2 separate regions of the Mus musculus genome follow, and region 1 is linked to region 2. Evidence: chromatin contacts called from public Hi-C data. All regions are on one chromosome and are shown on one strand. Each heading gives the region's core, a stretch centred on a gene start, on an enhancer-like site or on the middle of the called end of the contact. The rest is flanking DNA. Distances are from core to core; before and after follow the strand shown.

The links. A called contact is a pair of places that touch in the nucleus more often than the background predicts.
Region 1: a Hi-C map of B cells shows a contact between it and region 2, with 7 read pairs. The contact joins the promoter of Rraga here to the promoter of Psip1 in region 2. A contact is called at or near these places in 1 of 39 promoter capture datasets (cranial neural crest) and 2 of 484 Hi-C or Micro-C datasets (B cells and pro-B cells).

What each region holds. Positions count from the first base shown.
Region 1 is chr4:86,571,240-86,577,052 of GRCm38.p6, forward strand. It overlaps Rraga (Ras-related GTP binding A), which reads left to right and starts at 4,434. Exons shown (of 1, transcript NM_178376.3): 1 at 4,434-5,813. The coding sequence starts at 4,680. The coding sequence ends at 5,621.
Region 2 is chr4:83,483,316-83,488,999 of GRCm38.p6, forward strand. It overlaps Psip1 (PC4 and SFRS1 interacting protein 1), which reads right to left and starts at 3,148. Exons shown (of 16, transcript NM_133948.6): 1 at 2,960-3,148; 2 at 2,402-2,613. The coding sequence starts at 2,473.

The sequences.
Region 1 (5,813 bases), core at 3,184-5,683, 3.1 Mb after region 2:
AACTTATCAGGAGCTTGTCAATCTATACAACCTATCTTTATGGAAAGTGTCAGTTAGAGTGAATCTGTAGAATTCATCTTTATTGAAGATGTCACATGTTGCTTCCAGAGTTCCAATGTAGTCATGTTGAACACTTTATTGTTCACTCAGGAGTAGGTTATCACCAGGAAAGTTTACAAGAAAATTTTCAGTCCTTCAAAATGCCTACAATGAGCTATTCAGGGTCTGATTCCCAAAGTCTGAACAAATACCGGCTACACAGCAATGTTGAAGGAAACCACCTCTCGCACCCCACCAGTTATTACTCTGCTAGCCATGGTGGTTACAGCGATACCCCAAAAGATGGAACTCAAAATAGTGACTGTATGCATGTTCCAAGACGCAAACAAACAGCTGTGTGAAATAAGAAAGATAATGGGTATGAAAGGAATTCAACAGAGGGAGAAAGGTTGAAGAAAAACTGATCTCAAATCTGGAAGTGAAAAAGCATAATAGATCAAATAAACTCTGTGGAAAGAATCAGCAAGAATGGACGGGGGATGGGGAGGACAGAATATCTTGAAGACAAGATGGAGAAAGCAGAACAAAATCTAACAAAGACAAAGAAAAAAAATAAGAAGACTCCAATGGCAATTCCAATATACATATGACATTTGGAAAAGGCCAAATTTGTTAGATTATCAGCATTGAAGAAACAGAAGAATCTCATTCTAGAGACATGAAAAGTGTTTTCAAGGGAACCAAGCAGGAAAAAAAAAATCCCAGATTTAGGAAAGGAGATGCCAGTCCAGACACACAAGGCATTTACAACACCACACAGACAGATCAGAAAAGAGACTCCTCTCACCATATGACAACTAAACTACTTGGGACTGGGAGTTCAGGAGTTATCAGTTGTAGCTGGCCTTCTGGTTATTTTAGTGGGATCTTTTTCTTACCATCTTTCTTTACCCCAATCCCTTCCAACCCCCCAACTAGAAAACAAAAATCCTCACTACAATTAGTATTCCTCATTCCTCTAGAGGAGTCAAGTTTGGTTTCCAGCACCTAGCTAAGGTGGCTCTCCACTGCCTGTAACCTTGGTTCAGAATTCAGTGCCTTCTCTGATGCACAAGTGGTGTACACTCACACAGATGGACAGGCAGACACACACACACACACACACACACACACACACACACATCTGACAAAATTAAAACACTAAATGTTCAGAACAAAGGCTATTGAACTTTCAGATCTGTGCTTACTTGGGAGTACATGTCAAACTCAGGAAGCTAAAAAGGGCCATGTAGGGGTGAGGGCTCTTCATGGGTGAGGGTATATAGAATACATACAATAGGAAAATAGAGGGGGGAGAATACTGGAGGCTAAAACTTTAAGCAGTGATTGGGTCGGGGTACAGCATGAGGGAGGAGTTTGTTAACCAAAACAAAGGATCTAAGGAAAGCATTTATGAAGACCCACTATGTGTAGGCTAATTAAAATGTGCGTGTAACTTTAAACACAGGTACCCAGCATGGGTAGTCAAAACTTCCCCCAGAAGATGTGTGTTATTAAACAAAAACTCAGTTCCAGACCTGGGATCAGGGTCAGAAAGGCCCCAGAGGCTCCCCAAACAACACTGGTGATTGCGGTTGCTCTTGGTTACTGACCATAACTAGATAGTAAGACACTATTGCTCGAGACAGAATATATTTTGGTTGCAGAGCATAAAGACATCAAACTAGGGGCAGGGGAGGGGGCATCGAGCTGGAACAGACCTAAAGCCTTCCTCCCTGCTGGCGAGTTTTCGTGTGCCAGAGGGTACTAACTAAGCAGACTGCAGGGGAAGTCGTCAGTGATACTACCCAGTGGTGAACCCTGAAGGCTATAACACCAACCTGCCATGCCCACTGGTACAATAGCAACACAAAGGTTATGAGGTAACCAACTGCTTTTGCATTGGATCTGAAGCCTGTTGCAAAGGAGAGAATTCATGTCTGGTACTGTAAACTTGAGGAACCTACAAGTTATCTTGCTAAATGGGCATGCCCAACTCCCTTCTAAATATTTATGTTTACATATAGATTAGTTCTGTCCTCAGCCTCAACCAGAGCAGATTCTCTGTAGTGGGCAGCAATTAGTGCAGAGACTCATAACTGGTCAAAGAACTGAGAGTGACTACTGAATGGCCAGCCCTAAGTAAGACATCTATTTCAACATACATGCACGTGCACATGCACACGCACACACACTAACTAAATAATGCATAAAAGGGAGCAATGGCTTGTAAATGTATCTTTTCTACTCCTATTGTCATCCCCAAGGCTTACTGTCTCTGTCTGCTAACCTAGGCCAGGTCCTAGAAGCTTCTAGCTTCCATACAATCTAATCTAGGGCTAGAATGTTTCCTGCCTGTGAGACTTACTGCTGAATAAGCTCACCTTTTCCTGTTCTGATCTCTGGCTGGCTGGTCAACTCAGCTGTTCTGGCTCAAACTCCTCTCCAAACTGACTGATTCAATCTGGCTTCTCTCTCTCGGCCTTTTCTTAATTGCTCTGCTTGGCCTCATACTGATTTTGGCAATCTGTTCTAATCTTCTGACTCCTTCTCAGTCTCTGGCTCCTCTGCCTTCCCCTGTGTTTAGCTTGCTCTCTCTTTTCAACCTTTTCTCTTTGTAACTGTCCTGGTAGATTCTCTCTTTCTCTCTCTCTCTCTCTCTCTCTCTCTCTGTGTGTGTGTGTGTGTGTGTGTGTGTGCTGCTATTGGTTATGTAACCTCTTTCCCCTCTCCTCTTGAGAGCTGGGTGTAGCCTATTCTGTCAAATCTTTCTCTGATTTGTTACTTTGTCTGCCACTCAATTAGACATAACTTTCAAACAAGGTGCTTTCTTCTACAAACTAACTTTACCTTCACTGTTTGGGATTAAAAGTGTGTTCTAAGGGCATATCTGTATTCTAACCAGAGGAATTAAAGGTGTGTGCTATGACTGAGCCACATCACAACTAGAAATCGTTTTTTTGTTTTTGTTTGTCTTTTAGTAAACAATACACTCTCAGGGTTCAGTGTGATCAAATATCCTGCAACAATGATTACTTTTAAATTGTCTTTTTTTATGTATATGAGTACACTGTAGCTACACAGATGCTTGTGAGCCTTCATGTGGTTGTTAGGAATTGAATTCTGGACCTCTGCTCACTCCAGCCCAGAGATTTATTATTATAGATAAGTACACTGTTGCTGTCTTCAGACACACCAGAAGAGGGCATCAGATCTCATTACGGGGTGGTTGTGAGCCACTATGTGGTTACTGGGATTAGAACTCAGGACCTTCAGAAGAGCAGTCAGTGCTCTTACCCGCTTAGCCATCTTGCCAGCCCACTTTTGAATTTTCTTGCATATTGTAAACATTATTTATGTAAATTCATATTTTGCCTGTGTGTCTATGCATCATATGCATGCAGTGCCCACAGAGGTTGAAAGAAGGCATCATCCCCTGGACTGAAGTTACAGTTTCAAGGAGTCACAGTGGTGCTGGGAAGCAAACCCAGGTTCTCTGGAAGAGCAGTGTGTGTGTGTGTGTGTGTGTGTGTGTGTGCACCATATCTGTGCGGGAGACCATGGCTTAAATGATAAGCTATGTCTCTAGCCCCAACATCCAATTTTTGAATGAATAAGTGAGAAAATGTCTTCATTGGTACAGTGTAGTATACAACCTGGAAAGGGCTTTACAATAAGGATGCAGTGTCCTAATTTAGGAATATGACGTGCCCTGGTAATTCTACTGACTCAGCCTCAACTTACTGGATGACACTGCTTATCTCTTCTTAAAGGCTTGAGGCCATGTGGCCTATGGCTAAGTGAGCAGACCTTCTAAGGCACTCAGACTCGTTAACCCCCTCAGGTTTGAAAACAGTTGTTCACACGGTAACCGTGAGGACGAAGCTATTGCATGGTGTTCCATATTACCCTCTACTCGAGTTTTGGATTCTAATTACACATTCTCAAGCTGAGGTAAAAAGAACAAGGAATCAGGATGTCTCCCTGGTAAGGAACTGCCTAGCCCTGGGCAATTAGTTTTTCGAAATCTCTTTCTGCTGGTTTTCATTTGTCATCCCCGCTCCTCTACCTGCCTGATTGTCAAGCCTACAGCACTATTATCTCTCTGAGGTGATAATGGCAGTGGGCGTGTGAGGACTTTTGGCCACGCGGGGGCAGCATTCTCCCTCCCAGGTTCACTCGACCCCTTCTGCAAAGACCCAGGGCAACCCAAGCAGAACAAAACCCCAGCGTGGGCTCGCCCTTTCATTTTAACTCGCTGTGCGCTAGATTGCAATGGAAGAAGCAGTTTCTTAGAATTCCAAGGGTCTCAAAGGAGTAGCCGACGTTCTCGCGATGTCGCCACCGGAAGTGGGTGGCGGCAGGCCCTCGGAGTTCTCGCGAGATGCCGGCGGGAAGTGGGTGGCGGCCGGGCCGAAGCTGATCACATCACTGGTCTGCTCTCGCTAGCTCGGAGCGGCTGTGGCCATTGCCTCGGGCGCTGTTTTCTGAGACCTCGCCTCGCCGCGGTCTTTCCTGCCCCCAGCTCGCGTGCACGGCCTCCGCTGCCGGTCGGTGCTCGGTGTCCCGCCGTCCCCATCCTTGGTCGGTCCGCCGTTAGGCCGTGCCTCAGGCCCAGTCCGTGGCGACGCCGGCAGGTGATGCCCAATACAGCCATGAAGAAAAAGGTGCTGTTGATGGGAAAGAGCGGGTCGGGGAAGACCAGCATGAGGTCGATCATCTTTGCAAATTATATTGCGCGCGACACTAGGCGCCTGGGTGCCACCATCGACGTGGAGCACTCCCACGTCCGATTCTTGGGGAACCTGGTGCTGAACCTGTGGGACTGTGGCGGCCAGGACACCTTTATGGAAAATTACTTCACCAGCCAGCGGGACAACATCTTCCGTAATGTGGAGGTTCTGATATACGTGTTTGACGTAGAGAGCCGCGAACTGGAAAAAGATATGCATTATTACCAATCGTGTCTGGAAGCCATCCTCCAGAATTCACCTGACGCCAAAATCTTCTGCCTGGTGCACAAAATGGATCTGGTTCAGGAAGATCAACGTGACCTGATTTTTAAAGAGCGAGAGGAAGACCTGAGGCGTTTGTCTCGCCCGCTGGAGTGCGCTTGTTTTCGAACGTCCATCTGGGATGAGACGCTCTACAAAGCCTGGTCCAGCATCGTCTATCAGCTGATCCCCAACGTTCAGCAGCTGGAGATGAACCTAAGGAATTTTGCCCAGATTATTGAGGCTGATGAAGTTCTGCTGTTCGAGAGAGCTACGTTCTTGGTGATTTCCCACTACCAGTGCAAAGAGCAGCGAGATGTGCACCGCTTTGAGAAGATCAGCAACATCATCAAGCAGTTTAAGCTGAGCTGCAGTAAATTGGCCGCTTCTTTCCAGAGCATGGAAGTGAGGAATTCTAACTTCGCTGCCTTCATCGACATCTTTACATCAAACACGTACGTGATGGTGGTCATGTCAGATCCATCCATCCCTTCTGCAGCTACTCTGATCAACATTCGTAATGCCAGGAAACACTTTGAGAAGCTAGAAAGAGTAGATGGGCCCAAGCACAGCCTCCTCATGCGTTGAAATAATGCCAAATGCTCTTTAGTAAAATGCTGAATTACGGTGTTTTTTTTTTTTTTGCATCATTTGTCTTTAATATTCATAATGTCATGTGCTTAAAAGTGAGCTTGAAACGTGTGCTTACTATCTCATCTCTTCCCTAGTCTTAGTATTGGACGCTATTTACTCAGCTATCAAGTAGAGATCTTCAAGACG
Region 2 (5,684 bases), core at 1,898-4,397:
TGCTCACCTAACTCAGGCTCCTGGAGTAGGCGCGGGGGGGGGGGGGGGGGAGATCACCTCTAGTACTCACATGCATGTGGTACACACACACACAGATGCAAACATACACAGAGGAGAAAATAAGGAACATAAAGGCAAGCAGGATCCAAAACTGAAGGCATTAATTCCCAGTGTTTAAAGAACATTGAAAGGAAGTATTAGGTGTTGTTAATTAACAATTCTATTTCAATTTGTACAAGTTAAAAATAAATGATGGGATATGAGATGTCACCCTTACAGTTGAGACCTTAAATATTTAAATACTCTTAAATTCTCTACAGCAAAGATTAAGAATATCTAAGAATGAAAAAACATGTAAATCTTTTGGGGGGACAGGGTTGGAGGAGTTTCTCTGTGTAGCCCTGGAACTCACTCTGTAATTCTTAAAGTATGTAAAAACCAAATTCAGCTGCTTCTAAGAAAAAGAAAACAAGGGAAAAAAGACAAAAATGTCCTATCCCAATCCAGATGAACTAATCACAAGTAGAACTTGTCACTGGAGAGACGGCTTAGTGGTTAAGAGGACCCTGGTTCAGTTTGGTACCACACAGCAGCTCCTGACAGTTTTTTTCATAGTCTCAAGTTATGGAAGTGGTGTAGACACACATGCAGGCAAAACACCCAAAACACAGAACTTTAAAAAATTGTTAATTTTGAAGAAAAAAAGAGGAAAATGATTCTCCAAAGGCTATTTTCACTTTTACCAGCAACAACTCTTAGCCTGTAACATACTGCAAGAGGTAAGAAGACAATTTAAAAAAGATCTTATTTAATTAGATGTAGGTGTGTGTGCCTGCACATGGCTGTGTGCAGAGTGCAGGTGGTGACACTGCCCTGTCATCACAGACAGATCACTGTGGATGTGAGCTGCCTGAGATAAGTGCCGAATTAGGTCCACCGAGCAGCGAGTCCTCTTAACCACGGAGCCATTTCTCTAGCTGTCAAAGTCAGAAAAAAATTTAAAGTATTTACACCTGGCCTCTAACTACATTGGGGCATGGAACTTAGAATATGAGTATCAGATAACCATGATTTTTAACAGCTCAAAATCAGGATACCTAGAATCATCAAGTGTCTCTTGGGGGCCTTGAAACCTTCCCAAGCCTAGCGAGTCTTCTGTAAAGTTGAAAGGCAGTGTTTTCCAAGTGCATGACTATGTAAGAGCAGCAGGATAAAGAAATTCAGCTTTAGGTCACTGCCCTAAAGACGTTTGCAACATATGTAACGGTCAAAGCACACACACAGCAGTAATTTACAAGTTTTCCTATAGGAAAACAAGAACACCAATTATATAGACAAGGCTGAGGATTAAGGCTCTACCAAACAAGGTACCCCAGGAGGATGGGAAGTTAGGGAGCAGTCTAAGTCAGTACTCATACACAGCTGTCAGAACCCAACGATGGAATTCATTATTTTTAAGTAATACCTTTCAAAGATTAAATTAGTTACGTGCATAAAAAAAATAGCCAGGCAGTGGTAGTGTACGCCTTTAGTCCCAGCACTCCAGAAGCAGAGGCAGGTAGATCTCCGAGTTTGAAGCCAGCCTGGTCTACGAGTGAGTTCCAGAACAATCAGCGCTACACAGAGAAACTGTCTTGAAAATGAAAATAAAAAATAGGTTGTATGAAAAAATAATTACAATTTTAGAACATGAGTCTATTTTTGAGTTTATCTAATAACCTTCTTTAAGTCTTATCTATAGTATTCTGAACCTTGACACCATTATAAACTAACAAAAAAAACCTATTTTTTTTTTCCTGAAAATGGAGCTCGGCTGTTTAATGTAACATCTTGAGCCCTTAGGACTTCTCCAGTTAGGTTAATCCAGTGTCCGGTCTACTTCTCCCTTTGGCTATGGAGAACAAAAAATGGAAAACAACATCTTCAAGGTCATAAAGCCAAAGACTGTGAATCTAAAGATCCAAATGAGCCGCCAACTGCAAATCGGTACGAAGCAACCTAAACCACAGCTGACATGCAAGGGCTTGGAGTCTGCATTTTTCGTTGACGCTTTGTATTTTGTTCAAAATTCCAAATTTTAAGGAAATGTCATGATTTCAACTCACAAAAATCCTACTTGATGATTTCGCCTCAATGAAACGTTAATTGAATGTCATCCCCAAAAACTGCTATATAGAACACCTGTCAGAGACTCAAAAAGGGAAACCGCCGCGGATATGAAGGAAAACCTAGAATTTTACAATTGTACGTGAGTATACAGAAAAAAAAAAAAAGAAAGAAAGCTAAAATGAAAGGTTCCAAGTAACGGTAAAGAGAAAAGGAGAGGAAGGACTGAAAGGAAGCCGAGAAGAAACGATGGGAGGCAGGCCGCACCGCTACACCGGGGCTACAAATCACTTACTCGAGCTGGCCAATGAGGATAACCTTTCATCTTGGCGAAGATGAGGTCTCCAGGTTTGAAATCGCGAGTCATGTTTGAGGGGCGACGCCGGGAGTCCCAAGACCAGAAGGGGGAGCAGCGCAGCCGCGATCAGGAGATGCGAGAGCACAGACGCGAGCTGGGACTGGCGGGCCCGCGGGCGGGGGAGGATGCCTCGGGGTGTCCCGACGCGCCTGCGAGGGACAGCAGGGAGGGCGGTTAAAGCGCAAACCCCAGGGAGGGGCCGCGGGGAGGAGGGCAGGGGGAGGGGAGGCGGCGGAGGGGGAGGGGGAGCCGCCTGCGCGCCTCCTCGGACAGAGCGCGGCCTCGGCCCCGAGCAGCGCCGGGGCCTGCGGTCGCGGCCACCTGAGGCAGGGATGCTGCCCGCCACCCGGCCGCCGGCCTCCCACCCCGGCGCTCCCAGGGCTTTTCCCACGGGCCGCAGCCCACGAGGGAGGGGCGCGGCGGGGAGAGGAGGGAGGCTGCGAGCGCGGCCGCCCGCTTCCCATCCGCGCCGAGCGGGGGCGGGGCGGCTCTCACCTGCCGGGCGGCGGCGCTGGGGCTGCGGGGCGCGCTGGCCGCTCCTGCCCACGTCCACGCCGGCCACCTGCGCCACCAGCTGCCGCAGAGGCGTCTCAACGGCTCCGAGCTGCAACCGCCACCGCCACCGCCACCGCCGCCGATGTCGCTACGCCGCTCCCGCGCGGCTCCCGCTCGGCGCCCGCTAGCGCTGGGCCGTACCAAGTGCTCGCGCAGGCACGGGTGGCGCTACAGCCGCCGAGCGTCGTGGCTCGGGAGCTGAGGGCCTGAGTCCCCTAGAGCCCACAGGTGCCCCTGGTTGCGACCAATTGCAAGCAGATGCCGTGGGAGGGGAGGGAGAGGGGAGGCCCGGAGAGAGGCACGCGGGAGCTGTCCCTCTCCTCCACCCCCCCCACGGCTGGCACAGTGGTCGCGCCCGGCCCGCCCCTGCTGGCTGCTCTGCGTGTGTGTATTTGTATGTGTACTGTATGTAAAAGACGGGGAGGGAGGAAACGATTGTTGTGGACCCGGTTTGGGGGCGGGTATCCGGGCCTGTAGCCCACGGCTGCATGTTTAAGAGAATGTGGCAGCCCAAGGTGCTTGTTCTCGCATCCTTCTCCTTGGTGCGAGTACTGTAGTGCTCCTGCGCAGTTTACATCATCCCCAAAATGAAGAGCTGTGCAAAATCCCAGAGATGAAATTGGAATATGAAGCAGTTGCAGGGTGTGCACCTTGTAGGCCTCTTACACCTCGCAGAATGGGCTTTGCAGTCTCCTTTTCTTGGGACTGAAACATGAGAAAGCCCTATTTCATTTCCCTGATATTTCAACCGCGGAGAACCGTTAACGAAAACACAATCCCATTGAATGCAAAACGTCAAGGATATAAAACAATGACAGAGAAAGCGTAGTTAGCTTGTTAGTTAGGATGTGGATTTGGGCCCAATCTAAATTTTAGCCCTGCACTTAAAATTCTATTTCCCTAGAAAAGTGATATATATGGTGGTAGGTGATACAGGAGAGAAGAGTTACTAACACCTAAATATTTCATCATTTAAAATTCTCTTAAAGGGTATTTAAAGGTGAACTTATTTTTGATCCTTTAGCCAGTGGATGCTTTTAATATTTTGTAATACACCTTCTGAAATGGGTTGACTTTTACGATCTTTACTCTAGCAGAACTAATATTATTTATCCATTAACATCCAGGTTCCCAATAAGTAAGGATGTGGCAAATTAGAAGACATTAAAGTATTAAGAAAAAATAAGTCTTTTGTTTCATCCTTCATTGAATCTCTCCAAAATCCTGTTTAGAATAGAGCACTGTTTGGTGTTGAATATACAGCTAGGAACAAGATTAGGTATTTCCTATATCAAACAGGCTAAAAATATTAAAGATATTAAGAATATTAAAATGTGTAAGCAATAATACTGCTTTAAATAAAGACTCACAGCTGAGACTCAGGAAGAGCTTTGTTTGAATAGGCAAAAATTCAGGGCTTTATTTATAAAAGGAATATTGCATGTCTTTAAAAGGAAATCTGGCACCCCAATGTTAAATGCCTAGCAAGCAGGCCACTGTAGATGTGCATCGTGCAGAGGGCTCCGCATGGAGCTAAAAGAAAGAAAGGAAATTATTGGTGATATGTCTTCAAGCTTCTCACCGTGAATCTTAGGTTGTGTGCTTTGGGGGCTATCCAAGGTTGCATGGTAAGAAGGGGGATAAAACTGATTGCTTAAAACTGGATGCTTGGCGTTTCAGTGCAGATGTGAGCAGAGGGAGCCCTTTTTTTATGTGACTGTTGATTAAGAAGGGAAGAAAAAAAGGTGGAGGAGCACAACTAAGTAATTACAGAAATGGTCGTCAGCTAAATCATGGACCTGAAAGAACAGAAAGCTGTCTTAAAGGGAAGTCTCTAATCCCAAGTCACCCAGCTATCGTGTGTGTGTGTGTGTGTGTGTGTGTGTGTGTGTGTGTGTGTGTGTGTGTGTGTGTGTACACCTCCCCCTCCCATTGTCTCCAACTCCATAAGGCTTTGAAACTCCAGTTGTGGTCAGACTCCACATCATGGGCTTCACCTGAGGCCTTGTGAGCAGCTCAGCTCAGCCCCCCCCCCCCCCCCCCCCCCCCCCCCCGTCTACTAATCTACATTTTTAACAAGATATCCCACATTGGTTTTTTTTTGGGGGGGGGGGGGGACACTGCCTATGGAGATCAGGAGACAACACCTGGGTCTCTTTCTACCACGTGGGTCCCATGATTAAATTCAGGTCACCAGTAAAACTCAGGCTAGAATATGGAAATTAGAGGCCAACCTGTAGGCAAAGCTCTCTCTGAAAGAGAGAGACACATAAAGAATATCACAAGAAGATCTATAATTCTATTAGGAGATACCTTGTGTTAGTGCTAAATAGCCATGCCAACAACTAACAGAGATGGGTACTGTGAGTGGGGATAATTGGGAAATTAAAAAAAAAAAAATTTTTTTAAGGGAAGTGGAAATGCACTTGATGTATTAGTAGTGAACCAATGTGATACACTCTCTAGCTGCACATTTTGACAATGTCAGTTAGAAATTGTCTGAAACAACTGGAGACACCTTTTAAATCAAGGCAAAACAGGTGGTGATTTAAGCCCCCAGAGAACAAAGGGCCAGGATCCCTGAGAACAACAGTTCTGAATCTAAGTGGGGGGGGGGGGAGGGAGAAGGGGGGGAGGGAGAAGGGGGGGAGGGAGAAGGGGGGGA